2 separate regions of the Danio rerio genome follow, and region 1 is linked to region 2. The links are chromatin contacts, called in public Micro-C maps. All regions are on one chromosome and are shown on one strand. The core of a region is the stretch at or near the end of the contact, and the rest is flanking DNA. Distances in the headings are between cores, read along the strand shown. Region 1 overlaps tnika (TRAF2 and NCK interacting kinase a). Region 2 holds the start of LOC141378206 (a long non-coding RNA gene).

What was found. A called contact is a pair of places that touch in the nucleus more often than the background predicts.
Region 1: a Micro-C map of caudal fin shows a contact between it and region 2, with 5 times the contacts expected there. The contact joins two enhancer-like sites. A contact is called at or near these places in 1 of 18 Hi-C or Micro-C datasets (caudal fin) and 1 of 4 datasets of contacts at active chromatin or transcription factors (caudal fin).

The regions. Positions count from the first base shown.
Region 1 is chr2:29,139,028-29,145,180 of GRCz12tu, reverse strand. It overlaps tnika (TRAF2 and NCK interacting kinase a), which reads right to left. Exons shown (of 31, transcript NM_199703.1): 29 at 2,871-3,030. Among named protein-coding and RNA genes, the nearest start is that of slc2a2, 13 kb to the left of the region's middle. Within about 2 kb of position 3,695, at least 2 of the 62 cell types and tissues checked have an H3K27ac peak or open chromatin away from gene starts, as enhancers often do. A contact at or near this core is called in caudal fin, where this site is marked.
Region 2 is chr2:28,971,757-28,977,942 of GRCz12tu, reverse strand. LOC141378206 (a long non-coding RNA gene) reads right to left here and starts at 5,216. Exons shown (of 3, transcript XR_012392126.1): 1 at 4,903-5,216. Within about 2 kb of position 1,807, at least 2 of the 62 cell types and tissues checked have an H3K27ac peak or open chromatin away from gene starts, as enhancers often do. A contact at or near this core is called in caudal fin, where this site is marked.

The DNA of each region.
Region 1 (6,153 bases), core at 2,446-4,945, 170 kb before region 2:
CGACCAAACATGAAGCACTGCATTAAATTATATTTTACCACACCATGTCTTTAAAATATGGAAATTAATTTTACCACAGTATTTTCAATCAGTTTCTGCGCTAGCCTGCTGCTAGACAGAGCCTGCTTTTAATTGGCTTTTCATCTCATTAACAACCAAATGGATGGTTTAGTCTATTTAACTGATTATTTTTTAAATACATTACAACATTGATAGTGTAATAGGAACCTTATGAAATTGAAAATAGTCACATAAACCTTTCACTGGAAGTTCATCATTGACTGAATAACTCTAGCTGTGCTTATAGCCCATTGTGACCTCCCTGGAATGTCTTCCATGACTTCTTTATAAACAGTAAGCCAACATGACGATTAGTGAGCATTGCATAGGAATGGCGCAAAACGGAATAATTCTGTCCGCGAGCAACACAAATAATCATTACAGCTTGCCAAACGTGAGGAGCTCTGCCCAAACACTTCCCCCACTGAGATTATTATATATGATAAAGTCTGCCAAAAGCCCAAAATCCTCCAGCTCATGTTAGTCAAAAAGCTCTCTCTCACACACACAGACACACACACCTACATTCATACTTCTCAAAATATGAGCGAAGCTGAAGCCAAGTTGGATTGTTTTTGAACTTTGGGTGAACTACTTTTATCTTTTCCCATAAGGCAGAGGATGTGAAGCAGCCCTTTGTTGTTTCGATGCACTACTGTCGCTGGCAGATCCCTCAAGCCCTGCCCATGTGCTGCTAGCAGAGCAAGCTAACACAAACGCACACTGCAATAGAGGCCGATTGGACCTCAGTGCCACTGCGACCGTGGATCATGGTCATATCTGTCAATACAGACAATACGCTACATATTCTCTAGCTGACTTGATGAATAGAATAAAGAGTCATTCAATGGTCAATATGGTTGTTTTCTCTTCCACAGCAGTGAAGGGTACAGAAACACACTCAAATAGGTCCATTGTTACATTATACAGCAATATGTGAGCTCATTTATATATTCAAATTTAAAGGTAAAAAGTATCCAGCTGTCTTTCTTCCTACTAGTAAGTGTGCTTCTCATTAAAACCTGACCAAAAAGACAGAAGTCTCTCAATAAAATCTGAACCCAAGTGGTCACAAGAGACTCATCTAAATATGTTAATATCTAATCAACAACATGGCAGATGGATGTTATACTAATAAATATATAATTAAACATAGTATCCTATTGCTGGCTAATTTTGGAATTCTAGTTAAAAAAATATGCTTTAATCCAGTAGTTCTCAACCATGTTCCTGGACAACCACCAGCACTACATGTTTTGCATGCTTCATTAACCTCCCACACCTTTTGCAGATCGAGTAGTCTCTGCTATTGAGCTGAGGATCTGAATTGGGTGTGTTTGGGTAAGGAAACAATGGCTGGGTCCGAAATCACACACTAAAACCAGTTCTGGAAAACAGAATGCATGGAGTATCAGAATGTCCAACTACTTTCATAAAGATTATTAAGTATGTATCCCCTTGATTCTATGCTATCCCATGATGCCATGTGGGAGAATTCATAAATGGGAGTGATGCAACGCAACTGATGCAAGTAGGTCACGCGATAATGATAAATGGCGGATGTATACGTCCGAGCTCCATTTATACCACTCACATTACTACTATATAAAGTGTACTTTTCTAATGGTCGTTTAGTAAATTTAAATTCAAATGAAGTACCTACTCGATTCAATTCAATTCAGTTTTATTTCTATAGCACTTTTACAATGTAGATTGTGTCAAAGCAGCTTAACATAGAAGATTATAGTAAATTGAAACAGTGTCAGTTCAGTTTTCAGAGTTTGTAGGCGAGTAGTACGCGATTTCGGACGCAGCCATAGATATGTGCAGTGTTGTTGGTCCTCCAGGAACATGGTTGAGAACCACTGCTTGACATTAACACCCGCTAAATGCGGGTAGATTTCAGCTTTGGCGGGTTAGATGGACACTCCCACTAGCCACTTTGGCTGATTGAAAATAACTTTTAAATTGTAGTTTTCTTAAAAACAGGTTTCGACTATAAGGATGACCCAATATGCGTGCAGTTGCCATCTTAAAATCTTGAAGCAGCATGACTGACAAAAATAACAGCTGAAGAGAATCGCGTGACCGTTTAAAATGCGTGCGCGCTCCTGTTTTCTTTCATGAAGCAACCGTGTCTGGAAACGCAACTGTGATCGCTTCTCTTTCAAATAGACTAGACAAAAAATTATGCTTATGCACCCACAGTCCTGCTGCTTTCAAGAGCTCCTCCAGATTTTGGTAAATCCTTCATTTTGAGCTCTGAAAAGTCATGTGAAATAAAAACTAATTGCAATATACTCTAAACACCACTATAAAACCATGACACATTTGCTCATGCTCATTGAGCAAGCTCAAACACGACACACAAAAAGTGAAATGAATGAGGAGGCATGTGGACATAACATAGCATGTCCAAGTCTAATTTATTCATATAAATTACCCATCTCTTATGCATATAACTTTTCCCATTTCTGGGAAACAGCCACACACACACATGCACTCAAACTGCGGACAATTTAGCCTACCCAATTCACCTGTACCACATGTCTTTGGACTTTGAGGGAAACCGGACTACCCGAACGCAGGGAGAACATGCAAATTCCACACAGAAAGCCAACTGAGCCGAGGTTCGAATCAGCGACCTTCTTGCTGTGAGGCGATAGCACCACCTACTGTGCCACTGCATCGCCTAAATCAAGCTTTAAATCCTGCTTTATAAAACATAGTTTTTTAAATGACTGCAAGTAAGTCCTAAAACAAATATAGCACCAACTACAGTATGACATATGTCATTGTGGCAGACTTACCAACAGAGGTGGGCATCTCTCCCCACTGCAAGACAACGTCCTTGGTGATTCTGCCGTAGGTATTGACATAAACGCCCTCATCTTCATAACACAGCAGCATCTCCATGCCATCAGTCTTCGGAAGCACCACGATGGCATGAGGAGTCACAGTGCTCTGAATCTAAGGAAGAAAAAAAGATGTTACAGGCTGCAGTGCTAAAGGAGACCAGTAGAGGGCCACATTTTCCAATCTTGTTCATTAATGTTTACTGGGAATTTAAGGGAATGTACTGCAAAAGTGCACTATTAACAAAACAAAAAACAAAAAAAGAAACATTAAAAGAAGTATTTGCATTGGTGTCATATAAGAACTTCTTTGGTTCATTAAAAATTCATTAAAAATGAATAAAATTTTTAATGAAAAATTCATAAGCATTTTTTTTATTATCTGAAGATAAACTACTAATTTAAAGAACCTTTTTGAATTTAAATAATATTTGTTCCACAGACATCAAATGTTCATCATTGAACTATCAATGTCACTAAAGAAGCTTTATTTTTTAAAAATGTACACAAGGAAAAAATGCAATAAATTGCTCAACTAATTTTGGCACATATATTTAAGCATATTTCCGCTTAAACACATTATTAGACAGATAGAACATTATTTCTCATTTGATGAATATCATTACAATTTCAGCTCATTATTTTAACCGCTTCTTCATGAATTGGTCTAAAAATAGCTTCTGCCTTCCTGAAATCGCTTTTCACACTTTCAAATGCCGTGAAGGGAACATAACATGTGGAGGCACATGTTATTTCACCAAGATTAGACTACAACCCCCAAGAGCAACACTGCCAAGGGAACATCTGAACCAATTGAGAGGATGTTGCCTGTAACTGGATCCCCTAACCAGAAGCACAGCTAAATTGTGTTTTTCCAGATGCCAAACCACAGCCTGTTATCGGTGAGATGAACACAGGTCTAAACAGGTGCATTCATGTTTCATTTGTAGTTATACAATTATTTGTGTTGTATCAGGAAAACAAATTAACTGGGGATTGTGGCAAAACTGTCGAAATTCAATATTAACTTCCCACAAGACAAAAGTCTGTTTAGGCTGAGCATGATTAAAGTGAGTAAATGTTTGATGCTCCTAAACCAAAACAATTAACCTCTATTCACAACGTACATGATCAATCACAATGAAAAAAAAACACAAGTTTTCTATGTTTTCTGAGTTTTCTGGAGAACAGATCTTTTTTATTCGTTAACATTTGAGTAAATTGCCAAGAGAATATGAATCAATGGTTAGTTTAATATTTTATTAAACTGGAAACATGGTAGTTTGTGTTTCTGGTGTAAAATCAAGAAAAGCATTTTATGAGATGCAAATTTGCAATATGTTTACATGAACACCAATAAACCTATTTTAATATGCTTAAGACAATACTCTGATTAAGAGTATCACATAAACAGCAATTTTTGATTAATTTAATATGATTAATAATCAGACTAATCAGAAATGGAATTGAGACATGTGGAGTGTTTAGATTTTAGTTGCTGTCTTTAAGTGCAGTACAGACATGTAAACACATTAATCAGACTATTACATCATGTAGGACGTTTCACCGCAATTTGTAACAGGATAGTCCATACACACACAGCTATTTGACACAAGTATCATGAAATACGGATTTTTTTTCATATAAGGTGTGCTGTATCAAATTATATTTGCACTCTTCCAGCAGTTCATAATCGCTTCCATTATGTTGTTTGTCACGGGGGGCACACATGAAATGTTCCTGAATGAAAGTGAAAGTGCCAAACTGCAGGTAAAGTCGAAAAATTAAGAGCGAAACACCTGAAATTACATGAAACTCCAGAGGAATGTGGATAGCATGGTGACACAATGACGTTAATCGATCTATGTGCTATAACATGTAAAACAGGATCATGAAAGGAACATTCAAAAACCAACTTGTGTAAACACTTTAATTATATTATTGCCTTATTCTGAACAAGGCAAATATGTCGACTACTGATGTCCATGTAAACATAGTCAGTCAGTTCTGAATTTGTCAACAGCTATGTTTTTGGTTTGCTTTGTCTCTTTGGGCTCAGTGTGAAAGGTCGCATACATGTATTTTTTTGTATTGAGTAATTGCAATTATATATTTAAGTTTTTACATTTGAAATCAAGTCCACACTACCATAATTAAAGGTCCATACATATCATACTATCAGAACGTTTAAAATAAACAAACAGAAAAAAAACTAAGTCACCTCTTAGATCCCTGACTAACTCTAAACAGTAAGCAGCCGGGTTCATCACTTATTATGGTCCCCGGCACATTTTTTGTTGTGATCTGTTCTATTTGCAGCCTATTTTTGTATTTGCATGTGTTGTGAGAATCTGTGTGCGCAAGTGTTGTCAAGCTGATTCAAATATTTTCTGAGCTCCCTCAGAAAAGTGTCAACACATCTAAACACATTTAGATCTTCACGTTGCATCAGGTTACTTCTTATATGTTTTAATTATTCAGTTTGCCAAGTGATTTATTTTTTATTTTTTTCATAATAAAATCACAGCACTAACATTTACGAACACATCACTTACATGTGACGATATGTAGAGGTCATAGGGGCTTCCAGAATCCACATCATTGATGTGAAAGTAAAAATTGTTTTGTATTGAGTAAATACATTTGAAATAAAGTCCATACTAACCATATTATCAGGACGTTAAAATAAACAAACAGAAAAAAAGTAAAACTCCCCTCTTAGACAACATTTGCGAACACAAGATTTGTGTTCGCAAATGTTGTCAAGCTGATTAAAATGTTTTCTCTATTTGTAGATGTTTTTTCTTTATTTGAATGCATTCTCTAAATTTGCAGCGCATTTGAGCTCTGACGGAGACCATAGAAAAGTGTCAACACATGTAAATACATTTAGATCTTCACATTGCATCAGGGAACTTTATTAATGTCTTTATTAAAAAAATATTCAGTTTATCAAGTGATTTTTTTCTATAATAAACCACAGCACTACCTAGTATGAAACTACTATTTTTGTTCATTTTATAACATTTACAACACATCACTTACTACATGTGATGGTATGAAGATGTCATAGGAGCTTCCAGAATTCACATTGATGATGTGAAAGTAAAAATTATTTTGTATTGAGTAATAACATTCAAAATAAAGTCCATACTACCAGAATTAAAAGTCCATAAAAAACACAATATCAGAATGTTTTAAATAAATAAACACAAAAAGAAAACTCACCTCTTAGATC
Region 2 (6,186 bases), core at 558-3,057:
AGAAGAAACAAATATTATCAGAAATACTGTGAACATTTCCTTGCTCTGTTAAGCATCATTTGGGAAATAATTTAAAAAAGGAAAAATATTCAAAGGGGGTTTATTCATTCAGATTTCACTGTATATGTGATTTATAAATCAGTGATAAAACTTTAAAGTCAATTGTAATTGTAACAGGATGTAACAACCCTAACTTGATAATAAGTGTGGTTAATAGAGATTTGGAGACTTGTTTTGTCCTCTGGGTGTGTGTTACAAAAACTAATGTTAGATCATGTCATTACTATTAATTGCTTTTTGTCATTTTAAAAGCATTTTAAGTGTAAATAAAATAGCACTATGAACATCTAAACACATGTTGTGTTCCATACATTAAATTGGAGGATTGGAACAACATTAGTAAACAATGACAAGTTTGTCATTTCCATGTAGTTGCCAAATGAAGATTCAATATTTAAATAGAGATATTTAAGATTAAATACCGACCTTTACAAATAAAAACAAACAACAACAATAATGTCTGTTAGAACAAATACCTGATGGTTTCATAATATACAAACAACAGTATTTTAAGCTGTATGAAATAATACAACATTATATGACTCAATACTCTATTTGTTGACTTCATAACAGTCAGATCTGTAAAACCAGTATAATTACAGGTTCTCGATTCATTTTCTCTCCAACACCCTTGACTGAGCGCCAGGCAGCACATATTAGTCTGAACGACACATGCATGAGTCTTGTGTGGAGCCCAAGCAGATGAATATTTTATCCATGCGCATTCTTAAGTTATCGTCAAAATTATAAACACTTCCTGTTTAACTGCTTCCTCTTAGTGAAGATGGGAATTTACCTTAGTGTTACACAGTAGTCATACTTTTTTGGGAGCATAAATGCAGTTTGAGAACATATCAAGGCTCTTACTATGTGAACTGAGATACTTTACAAAGTTTCAATATTATAGTGAATTGCAACACATTTTATGAAAACATAAAAGACAAACAAAGTAAGGTTTTGGTTTGTTAATTATGCATCTAGCTCTAGATTTAATTAAAGATTTTGTAAGTATAATGTTTTTTAAAACAATTTTATTTCTTAAATTCTTATCACAGCCTGCGAGATGTAAGACTTAACTAATAATATATTAATATATTATAAATAATTATAAATAAAAAATATTATTATACTGTAGATAAATTAATACTACTAATAAAATATTATTAAACAATATATGAATTAATATGACTAAATATAATTAATCAAATAAATCTTTTTACTAATAATCATGCCAACATTTGTGAAATATTATATAAAATATTTTAAGGTTCTATACAGCACTTTCAAAGCATTTATAAGAATATACTGTAAATGGTTCTGCTATTGTTATAAGCTGAAGAACACTAATTTGGTGCTGTTTAGAGCCACTTTTTCTCTAAGTGTATGAACTTTAAATTTCATAAAACCATGGGTGATTAATCATTTAGCTTAGAGGTAAGAATTAATTAAAATCTGAAAAAAAAAATTTAATTTAAAAAATGTGTTTTGTTTTAGACCTTTAATAGTGTGTGTGTTTTTTAAATAAGATGCTTTTGATACAGTAATTCACAAAAAAAAGACCAGCTCACAAGACTTAAGCTACAGCAGTCTACCTCTGACAAGCCTTTGAGAGCCACATTATATTTGAAAATTATTAATTTAGAGAAATATGAATAATTCAAAAAGCAAAAAAAGTTCAACAAGGCACGGCTGGAGGTATGCCCTGAGGTTAAGAGGCACGGCTTCTAACATAAAACGAAGACGGAGAACAGGAAAATCTACTTGAAAAAAAAATTCAAAAGCTCCATCTAGAGGTGTCCTTCACTGCATTTTGACTCCAAAGCCATTGTTTTAAAATTTCCCATTTTTTTGTTGTTTACTGAATGAGGATTTCTTAAATAAGGATACAGAAATTTAAAAACCTCCGCTCTGCACCTTAATTTTACATTTCATCTTGGTAAAACTAAAAAAATTATTCATTAAGATTCACATAAAACTAGTGTATAGTATGAAGCCATCTTGAGGCCCTTGAAAGTGTGAGCACCAGGGACTCCGAGATGTATGCCTCCTAACCAATTTTACTTCTTTGTCCTCATATAATCTGGATCAGTGGTTCTCAAACGTTTTTCATCAAGTACCACCTCGGAAAAAAGTTGTCTTTGCAAGTACCACCATAATGAGCAGTTTTGAAACACAGTAGTGTATTAGGTCTAGTAAAGCAGCTTAAGCTCTGTACAGTTCAAAAGGGAGGCATATTAGTTCCTATTATTAAGAACATTTAAATTAAAATGTGCTTTTAAAAGTTGAAAATGGTAGGTTACTGTTCTTAAAAAGTAAAAAAAAAAAAAAAAAGAAGAAAAAAAAAGAAATAACTCCTGGTTTATTAGCACCTGGAAATGTTGCCCGGACCTCATAAATATAGGCTTTATGTCATCATATTCGTATATAAATCTTTTTTGATCATTTATTTAAATATATGTAGCATATTTACATATTACATATTTAATTCATCTGCATACCTTTAGAAGGAAGCCTGTGTACCACTAGTGGTACAAGTACTACAGTTTGAGAACCACTGAACTAGGTGAATCAAAGACAATAAAAATCTAAGATTTTAGTTGTTGTTATAAAAAGAAACTAAGAAAGGAATTAATTACAATAAACAATCATTCCAGAAGTTTAAAAAAACTGTATGTTTTTTCAGTAAAACATTTCAAGAAGTACGGTATGTCTCTAGACTCTAGTGCCCCTAGTTAAAATGTACAATACAATAAAAACTTACTTTAAAAAATAAAGTCCTTTGTTGACAATGACAGTTTCACAAAAACATTTAACATCTATTCCAGGTTATTTAAAGTGGATAAAGGTCTAAAGTTTCCTTTATATCAGGGCTCACCAATATCGGTCCTCGAGGGCTGGTGTCTCTATAGTTCCAACTTGCCTTCACACAACCTTACCTAAGAGCTTGGAACTCTACAGTATCTACAGCGCCCCCTAACATTTACAATTTGTCACTGTGGTTTCTACAGTTTTTGTCTGATATTCACAAATATTGGTATAGGGATTTGATTTGATGACAACAAACTATTTCACATAAACTTATTGGGTCTGCTCAACAGGATGCTGCCATCTTGGGTTGTTTGGAAAAAGGCAAGCTGTGGATTTTGAAATATTTCACAGAAGATTTATAAAGTGGCATTAAATTACAGGATGAAAATATTGTCAAGCCACTATATTATATATGGATTTGACACATGTATGCCCTTATATATATTTTTTATATATATCTGAGATGGTGTGACAATGATGTTGCAATAAAGAAACTTGACCAAAAAAAGATTGTTTTGTATTTAGATTGGTATGGTGTGCTAGTTTTAAAATATTTATTCATTTGAACATTTTAACAACTAAACACACTTTTGTGAGCCACATGACAAAGGTCACATTTTATTTTCTTGCTCATCTTTAAAATTAATCATTTAATGTAATGATTCCGTTTATACTTTGTGTCACATTGTTTATTTTGAATGAGCAAGAAAACTCATTTGCAACCAGTAAATATCATTCATAAATTTTATCTAAGCAACCACAAGATGGTAACACTTACTAGACACTTCAATCACCACTCAGGGCAAAAGGAAGTTACAAAGTGTAAAAAAAAAAATTGTGTAAATGATGCTCATGTCATTGTTGTGTTAATGAAAGTTTTTTTTTTTTTTTTTTCTAACTTTGTCCTTGGCTCCACATCTGAAGATCACTTGGAGCAGAGTCTGACTGAGGTGGCTGAATGTGCCAACATCTTTGGAAATCCAAAACAACTGCCTAATATGAAATCCAGTATGAAAGTCTCAATATAAATCAGGGTAAAGTCTTCCACACTAGATCAGGGTGCAGATTTATGTGTCACGAGACGCTACAGTGGTTACCGTTTTTTTTTTTTTTTTTGGACAGCATAAACGTGTGTTCGGTCAGGATGATAATGACAACGATGAATGTATGTGTATCCAGGAGTTCACTGTTTGAGTGTGTGTGTGAATGCACTCGGAGGAGAGGTGTGTCTGTGGTCCTTTACTGACTCGATGGGTGCCGAGAAGTGTTAAACAGCTAAGTGTGTATGGAAAATGCAGCTAAAAGTCCAACACAATGGTAATAGTTTATGTCGTTTACATGTCTGTACTGCATTTCAATAATACGACTCCAATAGAGTAGGAGTACTCCACATGTCTCAATTCGATTGGTGTTTACGGCTATTATGACATTTTACAAGTACACAACTATTAATGTGCAACTTCGAATTCAAAACACAGGTGTCTGTGTGTGCAAATCAAGAGATTCAGCTGTTCACATCAGAGCTGTGAGTGTACATTTCAACCTACACATACAAATATTATTATCACAAGTTCTCACATTTACATTTGCAAGCTTTCGGGTTTTGCTACTGATTTACCTTCATACAAGAAAATAAGATACACTGCAGGCAAACAAAGTCATAATTGGACAAACAAAAGTGTCATTGGAGCTACGTATGAATAAAGTTGAATACTCTGTCATCAGATGGAATGTTTGTCAATGTTTGGTTCCTTTTTTTGACCTTTAACATCAGGACTTTTACGATGGAGGAGAGAGCTCCCAGATTTAATCTAAAATACCATAGCCTAATTTGTGTTATGACTACGATGGAATGTCTCAACAACAATACCAATATCAATACTATTTTAGAGCTTCTAGACATGACAAACTTGCATTTCCCATCACAGCAGTTTTCAGAAGCAACGCTGCATTTGTTTAAATTATGAATCAGTAATAAGTAATCAGCAATGCAATACAAAAAAATATAATTATTAACATAAGGATTCGAAATACTTGTGAACGCCAATGCAAATTTGCCAGAGAATGCTTTTCTCATTTGTGAAGCGGACGATCTGTTTAATGAGCCGTTTCGCCATAGCAGACAGCTACAGTACACAGTAATTGAGACAGTGATGCGCTGTTCAAGTGACACGTGTGGTTATCGAGGCATGAGAGCTCAACAATTGACCAAACAGCTTTCGAAGAAACCAAACGCTGCTCTGAAGCTTTTAGACCGCGGACGATAAGATGTCATTAAGGTCAGAGAGATAATCTATCAACTCTTTTCACTCTTGATTTCGGTATCTCCGAACATGATTCCACTCAGCGGATGTCATTAGCGTTTGCCGCTCTCTATCAGGTGTCTGCTCCAATGAGGCACGTTTGAAGACGAGCCGCTGGACAGATTTGCATTTAAATTGCTTCATAATGACCGTGTTTCGAGACTTCCAGGTTTGGGCACAGACCAGAGCCAGTTCCCCCCCCTGCGAAATGACAACGTTAAAACTAATGCTCGCAAGGACACGACTCATAATTTTAAAGCTCTGTCCCAGCCGCTGTTGCCTAAAGGGCATGTTTTGATTGGATTCTGGTGTTAGACTGGAAAGTAAGACAACATTAGAATATGATTTAAGATCAGCTATTGCTGTAAAAGACCCAGAGGAAACCATTGAGAGAAACTTTGAAAGTTTTCGGGATTTATTTGAATGTTATTTAGGGACAATTTCCGAACAAATGTACTAATATGGAGGCAGACTTAAATGGAGCCAGAGGTGGTTTCAGGTTGTCTATCAAACAAAGTAACTACAGAACGTATGATTTTTATGAAATGTGCTTGAAAATGTGGCAAAGGCGTAGAAAGATTTATGAAATATTTATATTACATTTTAAAATATTGAAAGAATGAAATCAAAACATGTATTAAAGGTGCAGGGGATTGTCTTAAGAAACACTTTGAACATTTCAAACATTGTACTGGTTGAAAGTCTCTTCACATTCCAATAGTAATGATTAAAGTAAATGATCTAAAATTTTTATATGTATTATTTATTCTGGGTAAGACATAAAATAAAACTAAAAAATGTTCATCCAATTAAAATTTGTCTAGCCGATAATTCCCCTAATTCTGATTTGTAGCCCAAACTGTCTGTCAACAAATTGTCACCTTGGAATTATAAGGTTTTCTCTGCGTTCTGAATGATTTTGAGATATTGAGCTTCAAAGTTTTCATGTAGACAGATCCGCCGCTTGCGAGCACGCGCACACACAAGACAGCAGTAAAAACAAATGCTGATGCTG